Linked DNA regions of Sus scrofa: regions 2 and 3 are each linked to region 1. A link is a contact called in public promoter capture Hi-C data. All regions are on one chromosome and are shown on one strand. The core of a region is the stretch at or near the end of the contact, and the rest is flanking DNA. Distances in the headings are between cores, read along the strand shown.

What was found. Promoter capture Hi-C pulls out the DNA fragments that hold promoters and counts their contacts.
Region 2: a contact with region 1 is called in a promoter capture Hi-C map of fetal skeletal muscle, with 2.6 times the contacts expected there. The contact joins the promoter of CERS2 here to the promoter of RPRD2 in region 1. A contact is called at or near these places in 1 of 5 promoter capture datasets (fetal skeletal muscle) and 1 of 2 datasets of contacts at active chromatin or transcription factors (alveolar macrophages).
Region 3: a contact with region 1 is called in a promoter capture Hi-C map of fetal liver, with 3 times the contacts expected there. The contact joins the promoter of BOLA1 here to the promoter of RPRD2 in region 1. A contact is called at or near these places in 2 of 5 promoter capture datasets (fetal liver and liver) and 1 of 2 datasets of contacts at active chromatin or transcription factors (alveolar macrophages).

The regions. Positions count from the first base shown.
Region 1 is chr4:98,732,153-98,737,132 of Sscrofa11.1, reverse strand. It overlaps RPRD2 (regulation of nuclear pre-mRNA domain-containing protein 2), which reads left to right and starts at 2,527. Exons shown (of 11, transcript XM_013988087.2): 1 at 2,527-4,070. The coding sequence starts at 3,866.
Region 2 is chr4:98,248,460-98,253,439 of Sscrofa11.1, reverse strand. It overlaps CERS2 (ceramide synthase 2), which reads right to left and starts at 2,667. Exons shown (of 11, transcript XM_005663490.3): 1 at 2,515-2,667.
Region 3 is chr4:99,155,117-99,160,096 of Sscrofa11.1, reverse strand. It overlaps BOLA1 (bolA family member 1), which reads left to right and starts at 2,860. Exons shown (of 2, transcript NM_001243396.1): 1 at 2,860-2,949; 2 at 3,313-4,038. The coding sequence starts at 3,316. The coding sequence ends at 3,729. LOC110260327 (a long non-coding RNA gene) reads right to left here and starts at 2,789. Exons shown (of 5, transcript XR_002343448.1): 1 at 2,553-2,789.

The sequences.
Region 1 (4,980 bases), core at 1,278-3,777:
AACCACAGCAGTGACCTGAGGTGTACAGTGACAATGCCAGATCTTTACCTGCTGTACCACAAGGGAACTCCCCATTTTGTTTCTTGATTTCTGGAGTGATCTATACATGATAATTCCACATCTCCCATTCTTTCTAGAACCCTCTCCAATCACTTAACTTCCTGGAAACAGCCCTTGTCAAGATCACTAATGACTACTATGTTTGCCAGATCCAGTGGTTATCTCAGTCCTCATTTTATCCAATCTACACAGCAACACCTGACACAATTACTCTCTCCTTTTTTGTCTTTTTAGGGCTGCACTCATAGGTCATGGAGGTTCACAAGCTAGAGGCAGAATTGGAGCTGTAGCTGCTGGCCTATGCCACAGCCACAGCAACTCCAGATCCAAGCTGCATCTTTGACCTACACCATAGCTCATGGCAATGCCGGATCCTTAACCCACTAATCGAGGCCAGGGATCAAAATTGCATGGATGCTCGTCAGATTTGTTTCTGCTAAGCCATGGTGGGAACTCCACTCTCTCCTTCTTGACAAAATTTCATTATATGGCTTTCAGAACATTACTTCCTGGGTTTTCCTTCACTGGTCATTCCTTTTCAATCTCCTTTGAAAGTTACTCCTTATGGCTCAGTCCTTGGACCTCTGTTCTATATGAGCTCACTCACTTCCTGGGCACCCTCATCCATTTCATGGCTTTAAGGTCATCTATATACTAAAAATTCTTTTTTTTAGGGCCACACCCCTGGCATATAGAAGTTCCCAGGCAGGGGTTGAATCGGAGCTGTAGCTACTGGCCTACACCACAGCCACAGCAATGCCAGATTCCAGCTGGGTCTGTGATATACACCACAGCTCATGGAATGCCCGGTCCTTAACCCACTGAGTAAGGGCAGGGATCAGACCTGTAGCCTCACAAATACTAGTCAGGTTCCTTACCACTGACCAACAACAGGAACTTCCAAAGTCTATTTTCTTTTTTTGTCTTTTTGCCTTTTTTCTAGGGCCGCTTCCTGCAGTACATGGAGGTTCCTAGGCTAGGGGTCCAATCGGAGCTGTAGTTACCCGCCTACACCAGAGCCACAGCAACAAGGGATCCAAGCCTCGACTGGGACCTACACCACAGCTCATGGCAATGCTGGATCCTTAACCCACTGTGCAAGGCCAGGGACCGAACCCTCAGCCTCACGGCTCCTAGTCAGATTCGTTAACCACTGTGCCAGGACGGGAACTCTCCAAAGTCTACTTCCTTTTTTTTTTATTTTCAGGGCCACACCCGAGGCATATGGAGGTTCCCAGGCTGGGGGTCTAATAAGAGCTACAGTTGCTGGCCTACACCACAGCCACAGCAACACCAGATCCGAGCCACGTCTGCCACATACACCACAGCTCATGGCAAAGCCAGATTCTTTTATTTTTATTTATTTTATTTTATCTTTTTGTCATTTCTTGGGCCGCTTCCGCAGCATATGGAGGTTCCCAGGCTAGGGGTCTAATCGTAGCTGTAGCAGTGGCTACAGCAACGCGGGATCTGAGCCAAGTCTGTAGCCTACACCACAGCTCATGGCATCGCCGGATCCTTAACCCACTGAGCAAGGCCAGGGATCGAACCCACAACCTCATGGTTCCTAGTCGGATTCACTAACCATTGAGCCACGATGGGAACTCCCAAAGCCAGATTCTTAACCCACTAAGCCAGGCCAGGGAAGGAACACAACAACCTCGTGGTTCCTAGTCAGATTCATTTCTGCTGCTCCGGGGAACTCCCCAAAATCTATTTTCCACACAACAACCAACATGATCTTTTAAAAAGAATGCGATGTAACTTTTCTTCTTAAAAACACTCTGCTTAAAATTGCTCCCCAACTCAACGTTAAAAGCCAAAGTCCTTCCAGTGGCCTTCCAGGGTCTATGTGAACTCTTTTCCTTCATCTCTGAGATCTCATATTCTACCACTTGACGCCTCTCTTACTCTTCTCTAGCCACAGTGGCCTCCTTGTTTTCCCTCTAAGGTATCAAAACATTCCTGTATTAGGTCCTTTACACTTGCTGTTCTGTCTGCCACCATGTTTTCTTCCCCCTTTCCCATATTTGCTTGGTTGCCTTGTTCTCAACATTCACATCAAGTATCACTTACTACCAGAAGCCATCCTTGATCACCAAACTCTCACTCCCATTCTCTTACAGTGTTATATGTGCAGTGCCCTTCCTCTCCCTTACCCTGCTTCATGCTTCTTGAGAGAAATTATTACTTCCTGATATATGTATTTTTTATGGTCTCCTGCCACTAAGCCCTGGAGGGAAGGGACTTTGTCATTTTGCTGTATTCCCCCACGTCTAAAACTGTACTTGACATAAGACGTTCGACAACTTTTTGTTGAATTAACAAATACTAGATTTGAGCTTGACAAAACAGGTTCCTCGCCTCAAGAAACCTGAGTCTACTAGGGAGAGTGAAAGAGTTAAAATACAATAATTACACGTGTTTAGTGGAACACAGGAGCCTCCAAATCTGTCCAGATGATTTACATAGGAAAATGGGATGGCATGGTTAATCTAGGTTGTGCTAATCAATACAATAGATATCTAAGTCTTTTGGAAACTATGTTTCATGCAGTTATGAAACTGTACCATAATTGGTGAAGGTGCGATTACTTCGCCTTTTATTCTTTTCTCGTCTCAAATTCTACAGGGAAATTTTCCGTTTCACTTCATTTACTTCCTTTCCCTATAATCCAACGTCAAGTGGCTGTAAATGGTATTGTCCAAGGAGAGTGTAAAATATTGCTCGGTCTGGGAGTCTGCGTAGTGAATGGCGCAAGGGAGCTGGCGCATGCGCATCGTCTGAGACACGGCAAAATGGCTGCCAGGTACTTTGTCGCGTTCCATGCCCCAAGGAGTTGCCAGCAGCGGCGGCGGCGGTAGCTGCAGGTGCCAGAACGTAACAGTGGCTGCTAAGCGGTGGGAGTTTCTCGGCCCTGTTGTGTGAGCTGGACTGCTCCGAGAGAGACCTCGCTAGGAAGCAAAACGCCGGGTGGAGCGGTGAAGCCCCTCCCCCAACCTCTCCTTAGTTTGACCAACTCCCTCACCCTCCCCTCCAGGTTTCTCCTCCCAACCCGCTACACGCTGGCTTATTGCGCAGGCGCACAAATAATCGGAGTGTCTCCTTAGCCCTTGGGGCTTGTGGGCTTCTGCGCGCGCTTCTCGTTCCTCTCCCTTGATTGGCCAGGTTGCCCCGCCATCACGCCTCCCTCCGCTTTCTAGGTTGAGAAGGAAGCGGGGGGGCGGAGCCAAGCAGCGCGTGCGCGATACTGTTGCTGTCCCTTTGCTGCTATTGCGTTGCAAAAAAAATCCTGACTAGGTAGCCTTGGGCCTTTCCTGTGTTAGAGGACCTAAAGGGGAGAGAGATTTCTGCAGCTGAAGGGGCAGTCGGGTAGTATTAACTGTAAGATATTAACGCCCGTTCTTAGAGGAGTGTGGGGAAGGGGCTTAAGCATTGAGAGCCGAAGAGTATAAAACCATTAATTTCTGGGCCAGGCGTTTAGAAAAGGCTTTGCAGGACGTGTTTTCTGCGTTTCTTCCGAGATTACTGACTGGTTTAAACACAATCCTTTGAACAATTTTGATAAACCTTCGAAACCCGCAGCCCCTCCTTGCAACGTGTAGGAGCCACCAGCGTGCCCAGCAGCTGGTCCTCCCGTCCTACCTCCAGAAGAGCCTAGCGCGTGCACCATCTCCACCCCCTGGCCTCCCTCCCCACCTGCGGCTTTCACGCACTCGCAGTGATTGTTTTGCCGGCTCCCGCCGCCGCCGCCGCCGCCGCCGCGGCCGCCAGAGGAGCAGCAGCGCTTGTGCAAACTGGGAAGATGGCGGCCGGCGGCGGCGGAGGCAGCAGTAAGGCCTCCTCCTCGTCGGCCTCTTCAGCAGGGGCTCTGGAGTCCTCGTTGGATCGAAAATTCCAGTCGGTAACTAACACCATGGAATCTATTCAAGGCTTGTCGTCTTGGTGTATAGAGAACAAGAAACACCACACTACCATCGTCTACCATTGGATGAAGTGGCTCCGGAGATGTGAGTGTTGGGGGTGACTAGGGAAGGGAAGACTGGGGAATGGAAAGAAATACTGCCCAAAACGCTTCGGGCTTCCCGGTGGAGCCGCTGCATTCGGTTAGGGTTGTTCACCTTAAAGCTTCGACTCGAGTGTTCCCATATCCAGACTCCATTCCTAGTCAGGATTGTCCTGAACTGCAGGAAACTCATTATTTCATGGGTTTTATAGCCACTGGTGTGACCTTGGGCCGTTGGGCCCAAATCTGTATAGATCCATACATTATTTCATTTCAGAGCCTTGTAAGGTGGTGGTGTTTTCACTGAACCTTCAAGGAAATTGTCGCGTCCGTTTATTTCTTATAGGCCTTGACGTATTAATGATTTCTTGGTTTCCTGGTGATAGACAGGCAATGGTTGAAGCAGTAATAGTAAATGCACCTACTTCACCGGCATATGTTGGACCATTCTCTTTTCTGCTGACCTATAACTTGTGATGTGTAGTAAGAAAGGCCTCACTTAGGTGAATGTTAAGAAGTGGTAACGTGAGCTCCACGTAGAGCTGAGGCGACCACCTGGGAGGTTTCCCTGTACCTGTGTATTCGCTGCAATAAAATCCAGACAGAGTTCTTGATACCAGAAACAACCGTAGTCAGTATCGCCACTAATACTTTAAATTGTAAAATATATCTGGCTACTTTTTAATCAGTTCAAATACCTTTTAAAAATAGGGATTGATTTCATAGGTAATCAAAACAAGGAATCAAGAAGTGTGTTTGCTGAATATATACTATCTCCCCCCACCCCCCAGTTATTGCTTTTTTGGTCTTCTTAGTGGAATTTTTTTTTTTTTTTTCCACTTACTGCTTTACTGCAGAAGTCTATTTAACTGTCAGGAAACATAGATTGTTTGCAGAAGATTTCAAATCTTTTA
Region 2 (4,980 bases), core at 1,418-3,917, 480 kb after region 1:
AGAAGTTTGAGACTATGAGGAAGGGATCTTATAGACTAAATGTGCTACCAGTCCCAGTGGCTCTCAGAGTTTGGGGAATGAGTGAGGAACGTAGAATAAGTAAGGGAGGCGAGACAAGCAAAGAGAGGGTCCCGCAGGCTCCCAGCTTCCACTGAAGCCTGAGACTACAAAAAAGAAGTGGGAGTTCTCTAGTGGCGCAGGGGGTTAAGGATCCAGTGTTGTCACTGCTGTGGTTTGGGTTCACTCCCTGGCCTGGGAACTTTCACATGCCATGACCGTGGCCAAAAAAAAAAAAAAAAAAGAAGTGGAAGAGGACCTGAACAGTCCTCCTTGTTGAAAACATTTTCAGGCAGCAAGAGCCGGTAATGAACCAGAAGGTTGCAAACAACAGATAAAGTCAAGAAGAGGTGTATTGCTCCATTGCTTCAGGCTGCAGTTACAGGTCCCAAAACGTAACTGGACTGCCCCACCAGAGGCCCTAACACACCCAAATACTGCATGAGACTACAGCCCCCAGAGGCAGGGAGAGGCTGGCAGGTTGAAGAGGCCAGATGTGGGGAAGGTGCTGAAGGCACAGTAAAGGCTCAGACAGCCTGTGGCCAGTGACAGGGGAAAGTGGAGGCCTTTCCTCCCAGGAGGATAGCTGGCCAGAGGCCCCAGTGAAGGGAGTGGATTGTGGGGTACCAAGAAAGACAAGGAACTCTCTCTTCAGAACAGAGAGTCTGTGCAGGTCACTGTATGATTAGGGCCAGGCCCTGAGGGAGGAGGCTGCAGTCTAGTCCCATCACAAGTGCTGTCAGCTCACATTAGGCCCAGTCACCTGGACTCTGGTATGGGACACCAACCCCTCCAACACAGATTTGGAATGACTGCCTGCTGGAGGCCTTCTCTGATACAATTCTCTGGGAAAAGGAGCTCATGCCTTTCCTCAAGGATCCTCAGAACCTCCTGACTCCTGCACCTAGCAACTCAGGTGCCTGAGACCAGATTTTGCTGCTAAGAGCCCGGCTTGGGGAGAGTGAACCCCTAAATTCAGGCCAACAATTAGTACCACACACCTGCAATTAACCTACTAGCCAGTGAGCCTCCGGGCCAGTAATTAGCGAGTCGAGGCCCAGAAAACCAGTCTCTCCAGTGGCTTCCCCCTCCCCAGCCCACACGCCCCATAACGGTATAGGAGCCTTCGCCTTGGGGTGGCCGGGGCAGAAACTCAGAGCCACTCCTTCCTGTTTCACGTAAAGCACATGGACGTTCTGACCTCCCTCCCGGACTGGGCACAGTAGGCGGGTAAGAAAGAACAGCAAGACCCTCCGCCCTCCTCCCACTCTAGCCATGGGGCCGTCAGAGCCAGGCAGGGGCCACGCCGCGCGGGCCGGCTGCCAGGCAGAGGGCTCTCGCGCAAGTGATCCCCGGGCTTCTCTACTTTCCAACAAAGGGGCTCCGCCGTCCGCTAGCGGCCCCGCGGCCCCACCTCCTGTTCCATACCTGTTGCCCAGGAGGGCTCCTCCGGGCTCCGGGCGGCGCGCCCAGGCGCCCGGCCAGTCTGCCCTCGGGCGGCGCTGGGGGCCCGGCCGCTCCCGCGAGGCGCTCCGGCCCGCCCTCCCCAGGCCGGCCGCCATGAGCGCGCCGGGCAGAGGCCCCGAGCCCGCGGCGGCGCCCCGCGCCCGGCCGCCCGAGGGTGTGCCCCCGGGCCCCTCTGCCCTCCTCAGCCCGCTCCCTTCCCCACCGGGCCCAGTCCGCCGAGCCGCGTCCGCGCGGCCCCCAGTTCTCGCAACTTTTCCGGGCCTCGTCCCGCCCCACCCCTGCGCGCGGCGCCTCGGGCTCCCGGGCTGGGGTCCCGACTCACTCGGCGGCGGCGGCGGCGGCGTCGCGGAGCTGGCCCGGCCGGGAGCCGCTGCTCCGTCTCTCTTCTCGTCCGAGCTCCGGGCCCCCTCCGAACTGGCTCCGCTCGCTCCTCTCCTCCCCCTTCCGCCCGCCCGCCTGCCCGCTCGCTCCCTCCCTCCTTCCTCCTCCGCCCGCCGCCCGCCGAGCCCAGCCGAGCTGAGTGCGAGCCCAGCCAGCCAGCCCGGGAAAGAAAGGCCGCGAGCAACACAGGAGCCGGGAGACTGGGCGTGGGCCTGCGGCCCGGCGACGGAAAGGGAGAGAAGGGCGGGCGGAGGGGCCCGGGCCTCCGCGCGGGGCAGCCGCGCCCAGCCCCCGCCGCCTGCCGCCGCCCCCTTCCCGGCCCGGGGACCCGAGCCCTTGCGGCGCGGGTTCTGCAGCCGCGCCCACTGGCATCCTGGCATCGAGGGAGAAGCCCCCCGATGAGGGCAGGCAGTGTGGGTTCTCTCCCAGCCCCTTGTCTCTCCGTTAAAGGTTAGATGTAGCCCTGGGGAACCGCGGGACAGACCGGGGACCGCAGAGCGGTATTGCCCCTGCCCCACCCCACCCCGGCCACCCCCAACTGCGGTCCCCGACCTGCACCCGGCTGCAGCCCCCGGTTCCCTCTGCGCGACCGACTGCCACACTTCTCACCTCCAGCCCTACTGGGAGGCAGGAGGGGGCGCAGCCCCTGAGAGTCCTTTCCAAGTGCCGCGCGCCGAGGCCGAGCGCCTCGCCAAGGCCGACCCAGGCAGCGGGCCCTCGAGATTCCGCTGTCCTTCCAGCGCGGAGCCCGCTACCCCTAGGGCGTCCCCCGCCCCAGCCCGCCGTAAAACCCACAGCGTTTCCACCCAGTGCTGTTTAAAACCTACCCGCAGTGGTACACATACCCTCCTGTAGTAGACTCTGAAGGAGCCAACCTCCAACTTTTTAATGTAAAATGCGTTCGAGTTTGCCATCTAGACCACGTTTATCCGTATTTAAATTCATATTGTAAAATGTTTTTCCCTTAGTCTGGTAAAAGCAATGTTTCAGGAAGATGCAAAATGTTTATCCTACAAAATTGGCCTTGATTCGTACAGAGGACAGAGTGTGACCAAAATGTGTCTAAGGGTTTGTTTAGAGAGGGCCCCCTAAGTAGAGGTAATTGAATTCTTTACGGTAATGAAATGGTGCTTTTTATACTGTCACAATTAGAACCTCTGACAGTGGCTGGTTTCAAAGTTTATCTAGTCAAGTTCAGGGGCTTTGACAGTTCTGTTAAGAAAGAATGTATGACCTCACTAATCCAGTTTGAGACCCTTGCTTAAGGCTCTTTCTGGAGAAGGAGGCAGAAGCTGACCTCCAAACATTTCCTTTGCTCTTTGCGGTGAGAGGCCCCAGCCCATGCCAACCTACCACTAGGGAATTCAGACCTGTTGGTCCATTCCCTGGACTCTTCAGCCTTCTTTAGCCCGGTTTTCCAGTTCCCAACAACCACTCTAGCCCTTTATTCCTTTGCCCCAGGCTAAACTCCTTTAATAGCATATCATATTAGCATACCATATCCGGCTACCCCTTCCCTACTGTTACTGCCCCTCCCTCAATCTCCCAATTCCACGGTTCCCTCTACCTTTTCTCCCCCCTTTTTTGGCCGCCCTGTGGCATATCCAACATATCCAGAGGTCACATCCAACCTGCAGTTGTAGCTGTCACAACACTGGATCCTTAGCCCACTGTGCTTGCGTGCCAGTGCTCCCAAAATGCCACTGATCCCACTGAGCCCCAGGAGGACCTCCTCCCTCTACCTTTTTTTTTTTTTTTTTTTTTTTTTTTTTTTTGCCTTTTCTAGGGCCACTCCCATGGCATATGGAGGTTCCCAGGCTAGGGGTCTAATCGGAGCTGTAGCCACCGGCCTACACCACAGCCACACAGGATCCGAGCTGAGTCTGCAACCTACATCACAGCTCACGGCAACGCCGGATCCTTAACCCACTGAGCAAGGGCAGGGATCGAACCCGCAACCTCATGATTCCTAGTTGATTCGTTAACCACTGTGCCACAATGGAAACTCCTCTCTCTACCTTTCTTACGTGCCTTCCCCAGATTCCCTTTTCCAGCAGGGTTCCAGTGTCTCCTCTTTGGGCCCTGGCTAAACTTTGAGTAAGCTCTCTACTCCCGCCCCATGTCTGTCCTACTTGGTTCAAACCTTTTACTTTCTAAACCCTTTTTCTCAGGCAGTTTTCCTAGATGCCAGGCTTTCCCAAAGTCCCACCAGTCTTTTAAAATGATTCCTCAGAGGACTGAAGACCAGTTAACTTTCTTTTAAGATAGCAGGGGGAGCAGAAGTTTGGGGCAGAAGCTGAATAGTCATGGCCTGAAAAATAAAGATAACAGGGTGTCCCCTCCCCCAGAGACAAAGGAGGAGGCAAAACTGGGCCTCAGGCAGCAGTAGAATGATGGTACCAGTTTCCAAACACAAACACACTCACACTCACTCACACTCTTTCACTCTGCCTCACTTGCACCAGGAGATTTTGATCATTGCTCTTCTGACCCATCCTCCACCCACCGCCCTGGGGTGGCATGGCCACACCCATGCCCACAAGTGCCCTAAGCTGCCTGCCTGACTCACTTCCTCTGTAAGGGCTGCTGAGGTGTCCTGAGGCAGAGGACACCATCAGGTCTTCAGCCTGGGAATTAGGTATCTGAGCAGGCTTCTGGGACAAGCAAAGACGTGGATCCTCCATTGTGGAAAATAGGTCTTAGTCTTCCCAGGTGGGGCTGGCTTCCACAACACAGAAGCCACTTTGGGTAAAAGAGTAGAGCTTGGCTAGTACAGGAGCAGAGAGATTGAGTTACCAGGAATTCTGGGGAGAAAAAGTTTCATAACAAAAGGAAAAATAGAAGTTTCTACTCTGGCACAGTGGATTAAGAATCCGATTGCAGGAGTTCCCATTGTGGCTCAGCAGAAACAAATCTGACTAGCATCCATAAGGATTCAGGTACTATCCCTGGCCTTGCTCAATGGGTTAAGGATCTTGTTGCTACGGTGTAGGCTGGCAGCTGTAGCTCCAATTCAACCCCTGGCCTGGGAACCTCCATATGCCTCAGGTGTGGCCCTAAAAAGCAAAAAAAAAA
Region 3 (4,980 bases), core at 1,611-4,110, 420 kb before region 1:
AAAGCACTTAAGATAAAGTTAAAAACTAAAAACACACACACATAGACTCATGTATCCAACATGCCGTCTCTTCTTGGATGTCAGAAAGACACTTCCAACTCAAGTCCAAAACAGAAGTGGGCACCTAATCTTCCCCTTCCCACCCTTCCAAACCTGATCTTCTTTCAAAATTCTATATCTTAGAGAACAAATGCCATCCAACCAGCTGCACAAACCTGAGTTATCGTTCACAGTTTCCCTCCATATCTAACTTGTTACCACATCCTGTAGGTTTTACCCTCCTAATATATATTTGTAGCCACAATTTCTTTCCATCTGCACCACTGCCACCACCACCTGGGTCCAAGTCATCATCATCTCCCACCTAGACTGCTACACTAACCTCCCAATTGTCTCCCTGCTTGCACTCTTATCTCCTCTACAATTCTCCACACTGCAGCCAGAGATTGTTGCAAAGAACATATTTATTTTATTTTTGTCTTTTTAGGGCCACACCCGCAGCATATGGAAGTTCCCAAGCTAGGAGTTGAATCAGAGTTGTAGCTGCCAGCCTACACCACAGCCACAGCAACGCTGGATCCAAGTCACGTCTGCAACCCACACCACAGCTCATGGCAACGCTGGATCCTTAACCCACTGAGCAAGGTCATGGATCGAACCTGTGTCCTCATGGATACTAGTCAGGTTCATTACTGCTGAGCCATAACAGGAACTCCCAAAATACATATTTAAAGATGACTAAGTGCAATGCATGATCCTTGATTGGCTTTTGAAAAAATAGTTACAAAATACACTAATGAGACAACTGGGGATATTTGTATATTAGATAATTAGATAATAGATAATAAAATAATTAGATAATAATTAGATAATAAAACTGTATTATTAGATAATTGTATATTAGATAATAAAATTGTATAAATAGTAAATGTTTTAGGTGTGGTAATGGTATTGTGGGTATGTAGGAAAATATCCTTGTCTTAGGCAATATATGCTAAAGTATATAGCAATGAAATGTAAAGAGTTTTGCAACTCTCAAATGGTTCAGCAAAAATGATAACAATTTTTATTTTTATTATATACACACAAAGAGAGATTAAAAAGCAAGTCTGGCAAAACATTGTCAGTAAATCTAAGCAAAGGATAAATGGGGTGCATATTGTACAACCTTGCAGTTGACATTATGTTAAAATTTTTAAGTGCGATAAGGGTATTGTGTTTATATTGATATACAGAAGAATATCCTTGTTCTTAGGAGATATGTATTGGAGTACCTGGGGGTGAAATGTCATGCCATCTGCAACTTATTTTCAAATAAAGTATATAAACACATTTTTAAGTATATAGATACACATAAACAACTTAGGAGTTCTCTTATGGTACAGCAGGTTAAGGATCTGGCATCATTGCAGCCACCATTCGAGTGGCTACTGTGGCATGGATTGGATAACTGGCCCAGGAACTTCCAGGTGCCAAGGGTGTAGCAAAAAACAAAAACAAAACAAAACAAAAAAACCCTTAAATATAAATGTATATATGTACAAGCATATAATAATATACACATGTAAAAAATGGTGAAAGGTAGATGATATTTCTTTATACTATTCAACTTTTCTGCAGGTTTGAAATTTTTCAAAATTAGAAGTTGGAGGAATTCCCTAGCGGCACAGTGGGTTAAGGATCCAGCATTGTCGCTACTGTGGCTCTGGTAGCTGCTGTGGGGCAGGTTCCATCTCTAGTCTGGGAATTTCTGATGCAGTCAAAAAAAAAAAAGTATGGAGAAATCTAAAATATAGACTGAATTGACAAATTACATGTCATCTGGGAAAAATCTTATCCTGTTAGTATCCCTGTTTTTATTGTATTTATTTATTTATTGTTTGTCTTTTGTCTTTTTAGGGCTGCACCTGCGGCATATGGAGGTTCCCAGTCTAGGGATCTAATCGGAGCTGTAGCCGCCGGCCTACACCACAGCCACAGCAACGCCAGATCTTTAACCCACTGAGTGAGGCTAAGGATCGAACCCGAAACCTCATGGTTCCTAGTCGGTTAGTTTCCGCTGCGCCACGTCGGGAGCTTCCCTGTTTAAAGCCTTCCCTGGCTTCCACAGCTCCTAGGATAAAGGCAAAACTACCTCAGGAAGCCTACAAGGCTCAGCATGATTTCCTGCCTCTTCCCCCCACAGGCCTACACACTCCCTCAGCTTCCCATCATCATCATCTTGGCCCCGTGGGGTCCAACCATACCTAACTACACCGAAAGGAACACCTCCACCCCCACCCTCACCCCCATCCCACCAAAGTTCTTTCTCCTCTAGGCCTTTGCGCATGCAGCTACCCCCCTATGAAGAATTGAGAATGGGGTTTTGTGTCTCTTCTAAACTCTTCCTCTAAGTTTCCTCTGCTCCCCCAAGCCTCGACAATATGCCGCTCTAGCATCCTGTTCTTGGCCTTATTACAGCCCTTGGCACATGGCATTACAACTGTCCGCTAACTTGTCCATCTTCTCCAGTGTTCCATCAACTGCCCGAGGACAGACAGGGCCTGTCTTACCTCTCCACCCTCCGGGACTGGTCCGATGCAAAATAATTATGTATTCAATAAATGAAATAGATTTCCACAATATATGGAAAATAAAGATGTTGGGCTAGCTGATCTACAAGACCTATTGGAAATAAAATGAATTGAAAAATCTCAATCCCAATTGCTCAGGAATTTCCGTTTTCTTTGCAATTCCTCGGGTTCACAACCTCTGACGACCTCACAAATCGGGCGAAGTAGAGACTACAGTTCCCAGAAGCCCTCGGGGCATCGAATAGCACCTGCCGGGTATCGCGTAGCGGAGACTGCATTTCCCAGCGTGCCTCAGGACGCGAGATTTGCTTTTGGCTCTGACCCTCAGCCGTTCCTTCCGGGAGTCGGAACTGCGGTATTCAAGCCTGAGTGCAAGGTAGAAGGGGCCCAGCCTGGGGTTCAGAGGGGACACAGAGACACTGCTCAACCAAAAGCCCAGAGTTGCACATACCCTACTCTTGCAACCTCCATCTTATTCTTTGCGAATCACCTTAGTAAAGAACATGCCTCACTTCTGGCCCTGTGTACTCTACAGTCGCCCATTCGCTGCCCAAGGCGGGAGGCCAGATTTCCCCCACGTCACACTGAGGAAAGGGGCGGTGGCTCCCGTTTCACTGTCCCGCGGGGCGGCGGGCTCCCAGCTGGAGCCGAGGCCGGGGCTGGGATAGTTGAGAGACTGATCTCTCACCAAGCGAGAGGCCCTGACCCCTCACTGCTCCTGTCCTTGTCTCTGCTTTAGCCGATGCTGAGTGGGCAGCTGGTCGGACGCCTGTTCTCCATGGCCGGGCGCGTCTGTCTGTCCCGGAGCAGCACGGGAGCAGGGACCATCGGTCCCGTCGAGGCCGCCATTCGCATGAAGCTGGAACAGGCCCTGAACCCCGAGGTGCTGGAGCTGCGTAATGAGAGCGGTGGCCACGCAGTCCCACCAGGCAGTGAGACGCATTTCCGCGTGGCTGTGGTGAGCTCTCGCTTCGAGGGATTGAGCCCCCTACAACGGCATCGGCTGGTCCACACGGCGCTGTCCGAAGAACTGGCTGGGCCGGTCCATGCCCTGGCCATACAGGCGCGCACCCCTGCCCAGTGGAGAGAGAACCCTCAACTGGACACGAGCCCCCCTTGCCTGGGCGGGAGCAAGAAAACTCGAGGAACTCCCTGAGTCTTGAGAGAGGGAGGACGAGGAGCCAAATGGGTTGGGTGAGAATAAACTACTGGGGCCTTCTTCCCTTCAATATCTGTAAGAGATGAGGACCCTGGGCCCCATTCAACTGGCATATACTTATTCTCTGGAGACAGCAATTCATTTCACATCAAGGCTAACCCAAGGAAAGAGTAGAATCTCTCTCTACAGCTCTTGGCCTGGACCATTCAGGAAAATGTTTTGTGTTAAATTGTGACTAAGGAACCACCAGACCTTATGAGTTGCAGATAATTCTGTACATTAAAAGAGAAATTATCGTATGAAGTGAATTGCTGTGTTATTAATGGCCTTTTGAGTCAGTGCTACAGATGTTCTCGGGAGGAGAAAGATACTTGAGGCCTAGGATAGTCAGGAAGGGATTCATTAAACCAGAAAGGAGAGGACAGTTGTTGCAGGTAGGGGGAAGAGCCCAAGCAAAAGCATAGAAGCTGGACTGGACAGAGAGTGACAAGACAGCAGCTATAGATGCATTTGAACTTCAGACTTGGGGAATGTTTGGCTTTCTAACAACCTATTCTTTTCCAAAAGGATTACATTTCTTTGTGGAAAAAATTTTTTTTTTTTAACTATCACTAAAGCAGTGAAAAGATGATAACCTAGGAAATGAGTATAGAAGATGGAAAAAACTTTATGTGGCCTTTTTTCATATGAGCCTTCCAAATGTCTTATTTCTGAAGAGAACTCAAGTAGTGTCTAGATATGCAACTTTGTAATGATCTCATGTGGAGATGGAAAGTACTAGAGAAAAAGCTTGATTAAGGTGTATGGACTGTTTCTGGCTGGAATTTAGGATGCATCTGGTTGAACAGTAGGAAGTCATTGCAGAGTTTTAGGGAAAGGCATGCTAAACAGCATTTGGGAGCAGATTGATCTGACAGTGATATATAAGTGAGTTGGCATAGGAGATTGGAGGCACAGAAATCAACCAGTGGTGAAGATGGAACCCTGACCTAGTGGTCAGCTGTGGAAGTGGAAAGGAAGGAGTTAATTTGAGAGTTCCCATTAACAAAAGAAAAGAAAAAAATGGAAAATAGATTTCCCACTGTGGCTCAGCACATTAAGGACCTGATGAAGTCTCTCAGGATGCGGGTTCGATCCCTGGCCTCACTCAGTGGGTTAAGGATCCAGTGTTGCAGCAAGCTACAGCATAGGTCAAAGATGTAGCTTGAATTTGGCATTGCTGTGGCTGTGGAGAAGGCCAGCAGCTGC